Linked DNA regions of Mus musculus: region 2 is linked to region 1. The links are chromatin contacts, called in public Hi-C maps. All regions are on one chromosome and are shown on one strand. The core of a region is the stretch at or near the end of the contact, and the rest is flanking DNA. Distances in the headings are between cores, read along the strand shown.

What was found. A called contact is a pair of places that touch in the nucleus more often than the background predicts.
Region 2: a contact with region 1 is called in a Hi-C map of pancreatic cancer cells, with 1.8 times the contacts expected there. The contact joins two enhancer-like sites. A contact is called at or near these places in 1 of 15 datasets of contacts at CTCF or cohesin (embryonic stem cells), 20 of 484 Hi-C or Micro-C datasets (the 3T3-L1 cell line, the AtT-20 cell line, the C2C12 cell line and 11 more) and 1 of 115 datasets of contacts at active chromatin or transcription factors (embryonic stem cells).

The regions. Positions count from the first base shown.
Region 1 is chr8:79,539,549-79,546,142 of GRCm38.p6, reverse strand. No RefSeq gene overlaps it. Among named protein-coding and RNA genes, the nearest start is that of Otud4, 97 kb to the left of the region's middle. Within about 2 kb of position 3,497, at least 30 of the 459 cell types and tissues checked have an H3K27ac peak or open chromatin away from gene starts, as enhancers often do. A contact at or near this core is called in pancreatic cancer cells, where this site is marked.
Region 2 is chr8:79,586,754-79,592,907 of GRCm38.p6, reverse strand. No RefSeq gene overlaps it. Among named protein-coding and RNA genes, the nearest start is that of Otud4, 50 kb to the left of the region's middle. Within about 2 kb of position 4,162, at least 11 of the 459 cell types and tissues checked have an H3K27ac peak or open chromatin away from gene starts, as enhancers often do. A contact at or near this core is called in pancreatic cancer cells, where this site is marked.

The DNA.
Region 1 (6,594 bases), core at 2,248-4,747:
TGGCAGGTGGCAGAACAAAAGAGCCCTCTAGGTCGGAAGGCTCCACCTTAGGTAATTTCCTTCACAGTGGCAGCAAGGTCAAAGTCTGGATCAGCCTACTTCAGGGCTGAGGGAGGCTACACAAGGCACTCCTAAAAGTGTTTAGTTGGGCTTGTGGTTCCAGTAGGTTAGAGTTGATGGTAGCTGAGTGAAAGCATGGTGGCGAATGACTGCAGTGCTGCTGAGAGACCAACGGGTAAAACCTCAAGTCTTAGGAGGGGACTAACTGGAAATGGCATGAGTGTTCTGAAATCTCAGTCTGTGCCCACTGACAAGCCTTCTCCAATAAGGCCACACCTCCCAATCCTTCCTGAACATTTCTATCCACTGGGACCAAATACTCAAACCTATGGGTCTATAAATGGCCATTCCCATTCAAACCACCATGGGGGCAAGGATGGGCCTGAGAATGGAGGTAGCACAGTAAGCCATCCAGCTTTGGGGTGTTCTGACAGCAGCTGCTGGAAACTAATAGAGCAACTCAGGCCCTTGCACTTTCCTGTGGAGTCAGCTCTTTGCCTTGGAATCTCAGAACAGCTATGTCATTTCTCACATCTGTCTAGGATTCAGGAGGCAGCACAGAAAGACCAGGGAGTTCAGGTGCCTGTCAGAGGCACCCTCGTTCTTGCTTTGCCACTAAAAGCTTGCTTACACTGGGTTTAAAGAGAATAGAAAACATCTCAACTTAATATTACACTGCATTTTCTTTCTTTAACAGATCTTACTTTATTTACTTATTTAAATTACACTGTGTGTGTGTGTGTGTGTGTGTGTGTGTGTGTGTGTGTGTGTGTGTGTGTGTGTGAGTGCACATGCATGCGCTCACATGTGCCATGGGATGCTGAGGCCAGAGGACAACTTGGAGTTGGTTCTCTCTTTCTCCTGTGTGGTTCCTAGGGGTTGAACTACAGTCCTCAAGCTTGGCAGTAAATGCCTTTATCCAATGAGCCATCTTACTGATCCACATTGCTTTTCTTTTCTTTCTCCCTCCATCCCCAAGACAGAGTTTCTCTATGTAGCCCTGGCTGTCCTGGAACTCATTCTGTAGAATGCTGGCCTTGAATTTAGAGATCTGCCTGCCTCTTCCTCCTGAGTGCTGGGATTAAAGGTGTCTGCCACCATGCACAGCTTCAGAGTAGTTTTAAGTTCACTACAAAATTAAACAGAAAGTAATAATTTTCCATACACTTCCTATCCTTATACACCCAGCCCCATCTCTCCCACTACTAACATCCTATAGCAGATAGTATATGATCAAATACACACCCCATAGCACGTGATGGAGGTTTCACTGCACACCGCCATCACCTACAACCCAGAGTTTACACTTGAGTTCACACTCACTGTTGCACCTCACATAGGTTTTGCTGAGTGTGCATTGATGTGTCTGCCACTGTAATATTTATTATACAGTCAGTCTCCTAGTCTCCAGTATGTGTACTTCACAGCCATCTCTCCTGCCTCTGCTCCTCACAACCACTGATGTCTTCATTCTCTCCATAGTTTTTTTTTCTTTTCCAATATGTCAGAAGTTGGAACCATATGTCACACTGTCTTTACATAACGATGTGCTTTGAAGGGGTGAAGGTATATATGTATTGATGTAAATTAGTTGGATTTTATGATTGCTTCCATGTTTGAGCAATTGTGAAAAAAATACTTTGAGAAACACCTGTGTTCAGAGTTTGAGTGGACATTAAGTTTTCAAATAATTTGGGCAAATAGCAAGGGGCATCATGGTAGATGATCTTAGTGAGAATGTCTTTAATTTTGTAAGGAATGTCTAGCTGCCTTTCACAGCGTGTTTGTGTTTTGTGTTAGTGCCAGCAATGGTTGAGACTCCCTGTTCCGTGTCTCTGTGGATTTGGCAGTGGTAAAGTTTTTGGCGGTAAGTTTCCTGTTGTTTTATACTGTGCTGAGCATGTAGGCACGGGGCACCATTTCATGTGCTTGTCTGCTGCTCATGTGTCTTGCTCCGTGAGGCATCTGTTAATGTGCTCTGCCTGCTTTCCCCAGTTTTAGAGCAGGTTGTCTATTTTCTTACTGTTGAATTTTAAGAGTTCCTTAAATATTTTAGGCAATAGTTCTTTATGAAAAACATCTTTTGTGATTATTTTCTCTTCCCCCCCTCTCTCCCCCCTCCCCTTTTCTCTCATCCCCTTTCTTTCTCTCTATTTCTCTGTAGCTCATCATCCTACTCTCTTTCTGGCTTCTTTTAAATAAGCTTTATGAGAGTTTCATTTTCTAGTAACTTCTGTTTGTATTTGAGCTCATTAGCAGCGATGTCAGAACACATTATTTTATTTTATTATTTTTTTAACACATTATTTTAATGAAACATGTTGTTGTCACACATTACATTGGGGGTCTTTTAGTAAAGATGATGGAACATAGATATTGAATTGTGTTTCATTCTTTTTAGGTTTGTATAGCAAACTACCAGAGACTGGGTAACTTACAGGTGATGCGATGTATTTCTCACAGGTGTGCAAGCTGAGAAGTTCATGACCGAGACCTTGGCATGTTTGTCCTCCAATAGGATGAGCTTATCTTCTGGTTGGTAGATGAAACCTTCTAGTTTTGCTTTCACAAGGCAGAAGAGGCATGCTAGCTCTCTGGAACATATTACTGTACAAAGTAATAGACTCATTTTAAAAGAATTATTAATATTGCATGTATATATCTATATGGCGTGTGTGTGAATGCGGTGTGCATGTGTGCCATGGTGAGCATGTGCAAAGCAAAGGACAACTTTCAGGAGTCGATTCTCTCCTTTCATTTTCAAAGGCTCTGGGGATAGAACTCAGGTAGTCAGGCTTGTTCAGCAATAGCTTCTACCCCCGAGCCATCGCTCCAGCTCTGGAAAGTCTATGTGATTTTATGATTTAGGTATATAAAAATTGTAGGGGCCAAGGAGATGGAGTGGCAAAGGTGTCTGACACCAAGCCTGGGGACCTGAGCTTAATCCCCAAGACCCACATGGAGGAAGAGAAGTCACTCCTGCAAGATGTCCTCTGACCTCCACGTGTGCTATGTGCACACTTACACACACACATGCAGCACAGGTAGATTCCATTCCAGGCCAGGTACAAAAACTGCAATTGCAAAGTCTATGGAGAGAAGCTTTAGTTCTATGTAAATCTGTCATTCGTATAAAACTACATGTGTTCATTTCACCAATAAAACCGACTCTCATCACATATTATAGCAGTCATATAATAAAATCTAACACAGTCACCAAGAGGACCAGGTTGGAAAGCCATGAATTCAGCCAGGAAATGAGCCACTATCCTCAGACATTGGTTGTGGTTTATGGTTTCTTGCAATGCAGTCATTGTTTTTGAGCCAATCTGTTGAAACTTGCATGGAAAACTTTGCTCCTCAGTGATACCTGTTCAACTGCCCAGGGGAATGGCTCTCTGAGTCATTCTTGCCTGGGCTCACATGCTGCTGAATTAAGTATTGCCTCAGAATGACGTGTTATGGGACAACTAGCCAGAAACCAGAATGAAGAGGCTGAGGAGTGGGTAATTAGCAGCTTGTCCCGAGACTCATTTTCCATGCCTGCTTCTCCCCTACACATCTGCCAGGGCAGGCCTGCAGTTTTCATTGCATTTATTAGTAGACAATATATTTTTGGTATGTTGGCATTAGCAAGACACAAAGGTGGAGACAGATGAGAATCTCATTATGCCGTATACAGGCCCTTCTTTGGGGGCAACTAACGTTATCAATCTTTAACGTCTTATGATATGTGTAGTTATTTGTTCTAGGGATTGAATCCCTGGCCTCATGGATGCTAAATATGTGGGGTACAATGGAATATACTTTCATTCTGTGTTTATTCTTCCTTCATCATGTGCAACTTCTTGAATCCATACAACTAGAAAGCAGGTTAACACTAATAACCCAATTTATCGTCTTTCATTTTACCACTGGACTATGAAAAAGCAAGTCCTTGAAACCATGGCTTCTCCTTGACAGTTGGTTTCTGTAGTCCTGCGGGTGCAACATAGGCCTGTAGGTTAGAAAGGGCATTGACCTTACTCAGCAGTGATTCCTACAATCTAAATGACCAACCAACCCCTAAGACAAGATGTGTCCACTTAGTGGTACCACTGTTATGGGTGTACTAAGTGCTCTTTGATTTGATGTGAGACCTGCTCCAAGAAGAGAATCCATGCTGAGTACTGCAAACCTGGGGTGTTTGTTTGCTTGTTGTTTTGGTTTTTGTTTTTAAAGAAACTTCATTGTTGGAGAAGTCATAAGAGAACAGGAGAGACTCATGGATGCACAAGTTGCTGAGAATAAAGATTGCCTGCTCTGAAGCGCAAGGAACATTGTGGAAGAGGGGGACAGAAAGAATGGAAGAGCTGGAATACAGGAAAGACTGTGAAATGTGATCTCGTAGCTAGACACAACCGAAGTCCTGAATTCTCAGAAGGGGCAGGTACCTGCATGGGTCTGCACAACAATAGCCCAGTCAGCAGTCAGGCCTGGAAGAAGAGGGGACCAGGGGCCCTACTCCTCACCAATGAACTCTTTGCCACTGAGAGATTCAGGGAGAAGGGAAGTTATTGTGTGCATTTGTAACCCACTGATGACCCCAGCAGACTCTAATGGCTGGTTCCAATCCAATGGTTATACCAGTGGCCATGGTTAAACTAAATGAGTCACAGAGCTGAAAGTCTGGGAAAGACACTGCTATTGACTGGGAGAGGACATGAAAGATAAGAAAGGTTGTCTTAGGGTTTCTACTGCTGGGACAAAACACCATGAACAAAAAGCAATTTGGGGAGGAAAGAGTTTATTTGGCTTACAGTTCCACATTGCTATTTATCACCAAAGGACATTGGAACAGGAACTGAAAATGTCAAAAACCTGGAGACAGGAGCTGATGCAGAAGCCACAGAGGGGTGCTGCTTACTGGCTTGCTCAGCCTTTCTTATAGAACACAGGACCACTAGCCCAGGAAAGGCACCACCCACAATAGGCTGGCCTCTCCCCACTAGTAACTAATTTTAAAAATGCCTTCTAGCTGGATATTATAGAGGCATTTTAAAAAATTTATTCTTTAATATTTTTTTTAACCGTCCAGACTTTATCCTCCTCCTGGTCCACCCTCCAACTGTTCCACATCTCATACCTCCCCCCCCCCCACCCCGTGCCCCATCTCCAAGAGGATGTCTCCATCCACACCCCTACCTACCCCACCAGACCTCTCTACTCCCTGGAGCCCCAAGTCTCTCAAGGGTTAGGTGTATCTTCTCTGACTGAGTCCAGACCCAACAGTCCTCTGCTGTATATGTGTTGGGGACCTCATATCAGCTGGTGTATGCTGCCTGGTTGGTGGCTCAGTGTCTGAGAGATCCTGGGAATCCAGGTTAGTTGAGACTGCTGGTCTTCTTATAGGGTCTCCCTCCTCCTCAGCTTCTTCCAACTTTTCCCTAATTCAACCACAGGGGTCACCATTGATTGGGTGTAAATATCTACATCCAACTCTTTCAGCTGCTTGTTGGGCCTTTCAAACTTTTCAACTTGCTTGTTGGGCTTGTTGGGAAGGCATTTTTTTTTCAATTAAGTTTCTCTTCTTTAGATATCTTTAGTTTGTGTGTCAAGTTGACACAAGACTAGCCAGCACAGAGGGTGTGTGAGAGTAATCAGAATTCATTATGACATATATGAAATTGTCAACCAAAAAATTAATTTAAAAGATCTATAAAAATGAGGACCTTGTAAACAATATCACACTTTCCCCTGAACTAACCACAATTTCTTAATGTTATGAAACGGTCTCTTGTGAGGTGAGCCAGCCATTGTCTACATCTGTAGGGTAGCGTCATGACTTAGTTTTTATTGCTGGCTTGCTCAGGTCACACGATTGTGTGTTAATCCATCAACACAAAGCATCTGCTAACTGTTCAACCGCTCACCCTTCCTGTCTGTGCTGTCTTTCCTTCCTTCTTCTTTTTCTTTTTTCTCATATTAGATGACTACAGAAGATTTTTTAAAAAAAGTTTAAATTTATCAACTCCTTTCATTTCTCAATTTAACTAAATACTTTTTACCTTGTCCAGATAAACAAAATTAATTAGTATCAATGACCGTGAGGGAAACTCACTATCTGATAGAGATGAAGAATTGGAGTTTCCATTTTTTCCTTCTTTGCTTCCTTTCCTTTATGCGTTATATTAATTCACAACAAACCCAATCTAACTAGCCTTCATTTCAAAAATTATCCAGAGTCCAAATGCTTCTCTCTACCCTCACACTGCTCTTTGACCTTGCTTGGGCTAACTTTGGGTCAACATCTCTCATCTGGACTTTGGCTATGGCTTCCTGGTGTTTTCCCCTGTTTCCTATGTTGTCCCACCCAGAACCAGAGAGAGTCTCATTAAAACTCAAGCCATGTGTTATTTTTCTCCTGCTCAGACCCTTGTAACAACTCCTTAGGAAATGCTGAGAGCCTCAGAACCTCTGCCAATTCCTTTTTGATCTGTCCTTACAGCCTTTTGTCCTTGACCTGTCAATCACCCTCATCTTCCCACATATAGC
Region 2 (6,154 bases), core at 2,913-5,412, 46 kb before region 1:
CGGAGTTTGGTGTCTTCCTCAATTACTAGTCACCTCTACCTTTGGGGCAGGATATTTACCCGGACCTGGAATTCCCAGATTCTTTGCTAGGCCAGAGGCCAGCTTCCCCAAGGATCTGCGTGTTTCAACCCTGCTCAGCCCTGGAGTTTAGGTGTGTGTGGAACTCCTGGCGTTACAGGGAGCTGGGATCTGACCTCTGCTCTTCATGGTCTCACAGCAAGCATTCTCAACTGCTGAGCCATTTCTCCAACCCCCACTTGACTTTTCTCTCTCTTTCTTTCTTTCTTTCTTTCTTTCTTTCTTTCTTTCTTTCTTTCTTTCTTTCTTTCTTTCTTTCTTCTTCTTCTTCTTCTTCTTCTTCTTCTTCTTCTTCTTCTTCTTCTTCTTCTCCTTTGAGATACTATGAACCTGGGGTTTTTGGTGATGTTTTAATTAATTTTATAAGTTCCAGAATATTTTTCTTTTTCTTTTTTTAAAATTTATTTATTACGTATTTTCCACAAGTACATTTCCAATGCTATCCCAAAAGTCCCCTATACCCTCCCCCCAACTTCCCTACCCACCCATTCCCATTTTTTTGGTCCTGGCATTCCCCTGTACTGGGGCATATAAAGTTTGTGTGTCCAATGGGCCTCTCTTTCCAGTGATGGCCGACTAGGTCATCTTTTGATACATATGTAGCTAGAGTCAAGAGCTCCGGGGTACTGGTTAGTTCATAATGTTGTTCACCTATAGGGTTGCAGATCCCTTTAGCTCCTTGGGTACTTTCTCTAGCTCCTCCATTGGGAGCCCTGTGATCCATCCAATAGCTGACTGTGAGCATCCACTTCTGTGTTTGCTAGGCCCCGGCATAGTCTCACAAGAGACAGCTATATCTGGGTCCTTTCAGCAAAATCTTGCTAGTGTATGCAATGGTGTCAGCGTTTGGAAGCTGATTATGGGGTGGATCCCTGGATATGGCAGTCTCTAGATGGTCCATCCTCTTGTCACAGCTCCAAACTTTGTCTCTGTAACTCCTTCCATGGGTGTTTTGTTCCCAATTCTAAGAAGGGGCACAGTGTCTACACTTTGGTCTTAATTTTTCTTGAGTTTCATGCGTTTAGCAAATTGTATCTTATATCTTGGGTATCCTAAGTTTTGGGCTAATATCCACTTATCAGTGAGTACATATTGTGTGAGTTCCTTTGTGATTGTGTTACCTCACTCTTATGAGAAGAAAGAGTTGTCTTTCTTTTGCAAGCCTACTTTCAAAATAGTCTTTACTGATTTGGTGAAAAGGATACAGAAAATATTTCTGGAATGATCATTCCTGGGATTATTAGTAGTAATTGATTGCTGACTCCTCTTAGTGTTCACTAGCATCATGCAGGGGGCAGGCAGCTAATGAAAGGAGGAGTAGTTAGAGGTCTTTGTCTTGTGTGAGTGTGTATAAGTATGTGTGAGAGCATGAGTGTGTGTATATGTATGTGAGTATATGTGAGCATATTTGTGTATGTGAATGTAGTGTGTGTGTGAGTGTGTGCTTCTGTATGTATGTATATGTGTGTATGAGTGTGTGTGAATGTATGTGAGAGTGTATGAGTGTGTATGAGAGCATGTGAGTGTGTGTGTAAGAGTGTGTATGAGTCTATGAGAATCTATGTGAGAGTGTGTGAACCTATGTGAATCTACGTGAGAGTGAGTGTATGAGTGTGTGTGTGTGAATGTATGTGAGTGTGAGAGTGTGAATGTGAGCATATGAGTGTGTATGTGTTGTGTGAGTGTGTGTATGTATGTAAGAGTGGGTGAGTATATGTCTTCAGAGAGCTCAGAGGTGAGAAGTCTTCCTTGGGAAGAAGGAGCTTTGGAAAGCTCCTACTGTGTGCATGTCCTCCAAAATTTCTGTTGACACATAACTCCCAATTCAGTGTCATTTCCATCTGGGCATTTGAGTAGGAGGTTAGGTCATGAATAGGATCAGAGACTGTATAAAAGGCCACAGAATCCCTACCCTTTGGCCTTTCATTAGGGAAGGTGCTGTGTTTAAGGCTTCAGTGTGAGACAGGATGTGGCCTCCCTGGTCTCTGAATGAATTTGCCACATTTCTGATGTTGGAATTCCATGCACTCTCCAAAACCGTGAAGGATAAATTTCTACCATTCCTCAGCCATCCAGACTGTGTGGTGCTTTGTTATAGCAGCACAAGATCATTAGGACAGATTTAAAATGGGTCATTTGGGTAATAGAACTGGGTCTTTTGTTTTTGTGTGTGTGTGGTTTTTTTTTTTTTTAGAATGCCCAGGTAAACATTTTAAAAATCATCACCAGTCATGATGCTTTTGTTTGGGGGGAGGGAGGGTGTGTTCCATGTGGCCTAGGTGTGCCTCGAGCTCCCCAGTCATCTTCAAGTTATTTTTTCTCTAATTTAACTTGTAATTAATTCTTTGTGACTTTCACATCATTTACCCAATTCCACTCATCTCCCCATCCCTTTGTATCCACCCTCTGCCATTTCCACTTCCCCTGAAAGAAAATAAAAGACAAAAATGAAAAATAGACAAAACAAAGCATAAAAACATCTCATCATGGAAGCTGTAGTATGACACAGTGTATCCCACAGTGTATCCCTCTGTCCACACATCTTCACTTGCAAATGTTCCTTGCCATGAGTCATTGGTCTGGTGCGAGGCCTCTGGCTTCTGTTACTCCATCAATACTGGATCCTCACTGGACTCCTCTCAGTTATCCTTTTGTTGTCCTGTGTCATGGAGATCCTGCAGCTTTGGATCTGCAGGACTGGCCCTTTCACATGCTTTAGTAGTTCATAGATGAGGTAGATGTTGAGGTGGGCCTGGGTGGTGCCTGGGTTAGTCAGCACACTGGTTCTCTCACACCCACAGCACCAGGGCGAGCTCTCCAGCACTGCCCTGGCTAGCTCACCCATGCTGCAGCGACAAGAGGCATGCATGGCTAGCTCTCTATGCCTTGGGGCTGGTTCATCAACACCCATGCCACCAGAGCCAGCTCCATTGTGTCACCCAGTGGAGGTTTGGGACATTCTTCCCACTGATGCATGCTGTAGCTGGTGAGGGGCTGGGCCAGCTCTCCTGCACTAACCCTGGGCAGGAGCCTTACCCACGACCCCTACAACCAGGGCCAGTCTACTATATTTCCTGGGCAAGGTTCAGGGCCCCTCTTTTGAGTGCTGCAGTTGATGAACATTGGGGCCAGCTCTCCCATGATGCTTAGGTGAAGGGTAGAGCAAGTTCTACATAGCCCTCAGACATTAACATGTCCTCAGGTGGCAGTGCAGACAGGGACATCTGCCTGGCCTTTGGTAGTAATAGATCCCCACTACTACAGGGCCACAGGCATAGACATGGCCCTTAGGTGGCAGCACACCAGAACCTCACCATGGCCTTAGGTGGCATCACAGGCTACTCACATAGGGCTGTTCCTCACTACCCTCGAGCCTCCAAGTCCTCTTCATTGTGCTCACATCCTCCTGCTTCTCCTTCTCTTCCATCTTTCTTCCACTTGCTTGTTCATTTTAATGGCACCAGGGTCTTTGGGTGTCTGGGGTTGTCTCCCAGATCTGTGTGGCACCAGGTTAGGGATCATTGCATGCTTGCTCTGCCCACTCAGAGACCATGTAAAGCTAGGCAGGCCTTTTGAGTGTGATCTGCCCACTTGGGCCCTGTGGCACTGGGCTGGGGTGGTCTGATCCTCCTGTCTCCACCTCCAAGTTGCTGGAATCACTGGACGTATCAGAACACCTGGTTTATGTAGTAATAGAATTGAACCCAGGGTTTTGTGTGTGCCTGATGCATTCTGAATTGGTGCTTTGTGGAGATCTTCAAGTTGATAACGGGAGAGAATGGAGTAATCCAAGCATGCTTTGTGATATCTGAGTTACACAAAGCCATGCGACTGGGCTGTGGCCCAGAACAATGAAAACCTTAGCTTTAAGTCACTTTATTTTAAGACAGACGATAAAGAGAGTATGTCTACATTAGTCAGGGTACTGACTGAAATACACTCAGTCACTGAAAGTATTAGAAGTAAGAGACTGTTTACCAAGATGTGGTCGAAGGCAAGGAAATAAAAGCTGGTGGCATGGTGTGAAGCCAGTGCCAGTGCCAGGGCTAAAGGTCCTACTGGGGATGATTAATCACCGGGACCTGGGGGTTGCCCAGGGCTGAAGCTGAGGAAAGCAGGTGGGGACACACACGGCTGCTGTACTATGGCGCTGCAGAAGGCAGGCCGGGCTTTGCTCCTGCCAGTGGATTTCTGGAACCAGCTGGAATCCATAGGCAGCAGCCCTCTATGTATTCTATGTAGCTCAGTCTCCACAGGTTGAAAGAAGCTAGAAGGATAGTCAGTCCAGAGGGACACACTGAGAGGGACTCCTCATACAATCTTATTCTCCCAGACATCAACTCAAACTTACTCCTTACTAGAAAGTCACAGGTTGGCTGGTTCTCGAGAGATGCCTTAGCAGCTAACAGGAGATCTGCGTCAGGTTCCATCCACACACCCAGAGGCTTATAACCATCTGTAACTCTAGCTCCAGAGGATACAATACCATCTTCTGGTGTCTACAGGCACAGTACCATACATACAGCAGAAAGACAGACAGACAGACAGACACACAGATCGATCGGCAGGTAGAAGTGATCCCACAGTCTAACGGAGAATTCAAATGCTAACCAAAAACACATAAATAAAACTGCGGCAGAGGCAAGATTCACTATTCTCAGAGATTCAGTGGTAAAGGGCTAGCGTTCTAAAAGCCCATTTATTTAACCTGAAATCTTAAGACTAAATAGGCTTTGGTCTGGAAATGTAGGTCAGTTGGCAATGTGTGCCCAGCTTGCTGGAAGCGCTAGGTTCCAGAATCTTCATAAATACAAAGTGGCAGCACAGGCCTGTAATTCCAGCACCTGGGAGGTAGAGATATGATCATCAGAAGTTTAAGTTAACCTTCGGCTATGTAGTCATTTCAAGGTCAGCCATGAAACTGTCTCAAAACCAACACCATCAGCAAAAACAGTGCTTGAAGAGGAGAGAGGTGGGTAGAGCTGCTGCTGGTGAGCATGTTGACTGTGCTGTGATAACAAACACAGACCATACCAAGTGGAATGGATTTCGGAACTTCGAGGACCATTAGTCTTTATCAAAGAGTAAGTCCAAGATATGCTTCCAAGTCTTGCTAGTTCTCCAGCAGTGCCCAGCTCTGTTGCTTCTTTGCCTTGAAAAATTTTGACAAATACAATTTATTTGTCTTTCTTTCTTTCTTTGTTTCACAATTTCAAAACCACAGAGGGCCCTAGAACTTCCAAATGGCTCCCTAAAACAGAAGTCCCCATTTTATGCTATCCTTGCACAGATAGCAGGGGAACGGGAACCTGGTTCTGCAGAGAAGTCAGCTCTTTCCTTGTGAAGAGCCATGAAACACCAGAAGTGGTAGCCCTCTGCCAGTGGGTGAGGGTACTGCACCCAAGTGTTTAGTTTTTAGGTTTTTTTTTTTTTTTTTTCCTCCAAAGTTCAGATCAGTCTAACTGCTTCCAGGCATATTGCTACAAGGGTTTTTTTGTTTGTTTGTTTGTTTTTGTTTTTTTTCCTTTACCTAGTAGGGCAGCAATCAGCACATGCAGAAAGACTTCAAGCAGCTACCTTTGAATTAACATAAATCCATTTTTGGTTAAAGTCATTAGTGTTTTCCAAATAAGCCTTTATCAAGCAAGAGAGGGATTATGGGATGTAAAGGACCAGTTTAGCGTTGTTTGCTGGCTTCCTGTCACCATAGGTAATATGTTCAACAATGCAAGCAAATTCATAATTTTACACACACACACACACACACACACACACACACACACCACACACACACACACACACACACACCACATACACACACACATACACACACACAAACACACCACACACACACACACACACACACACACCACACACACACACACACACACAAACACACACACACACACACACACGTGGGGGGGGTGGCGAGGTTCTGTGTCATTTGCCTCTTTGGGTCAGTGACACACAGCTCTCCCGCAGTGGCCCCAGAGCCATCTTAGCTTGTGTAAGTAGGTATACTTTATGATGTTTGCAGAATTACATGATTCTCAGAACATATCTCTGTTGTCAAGTA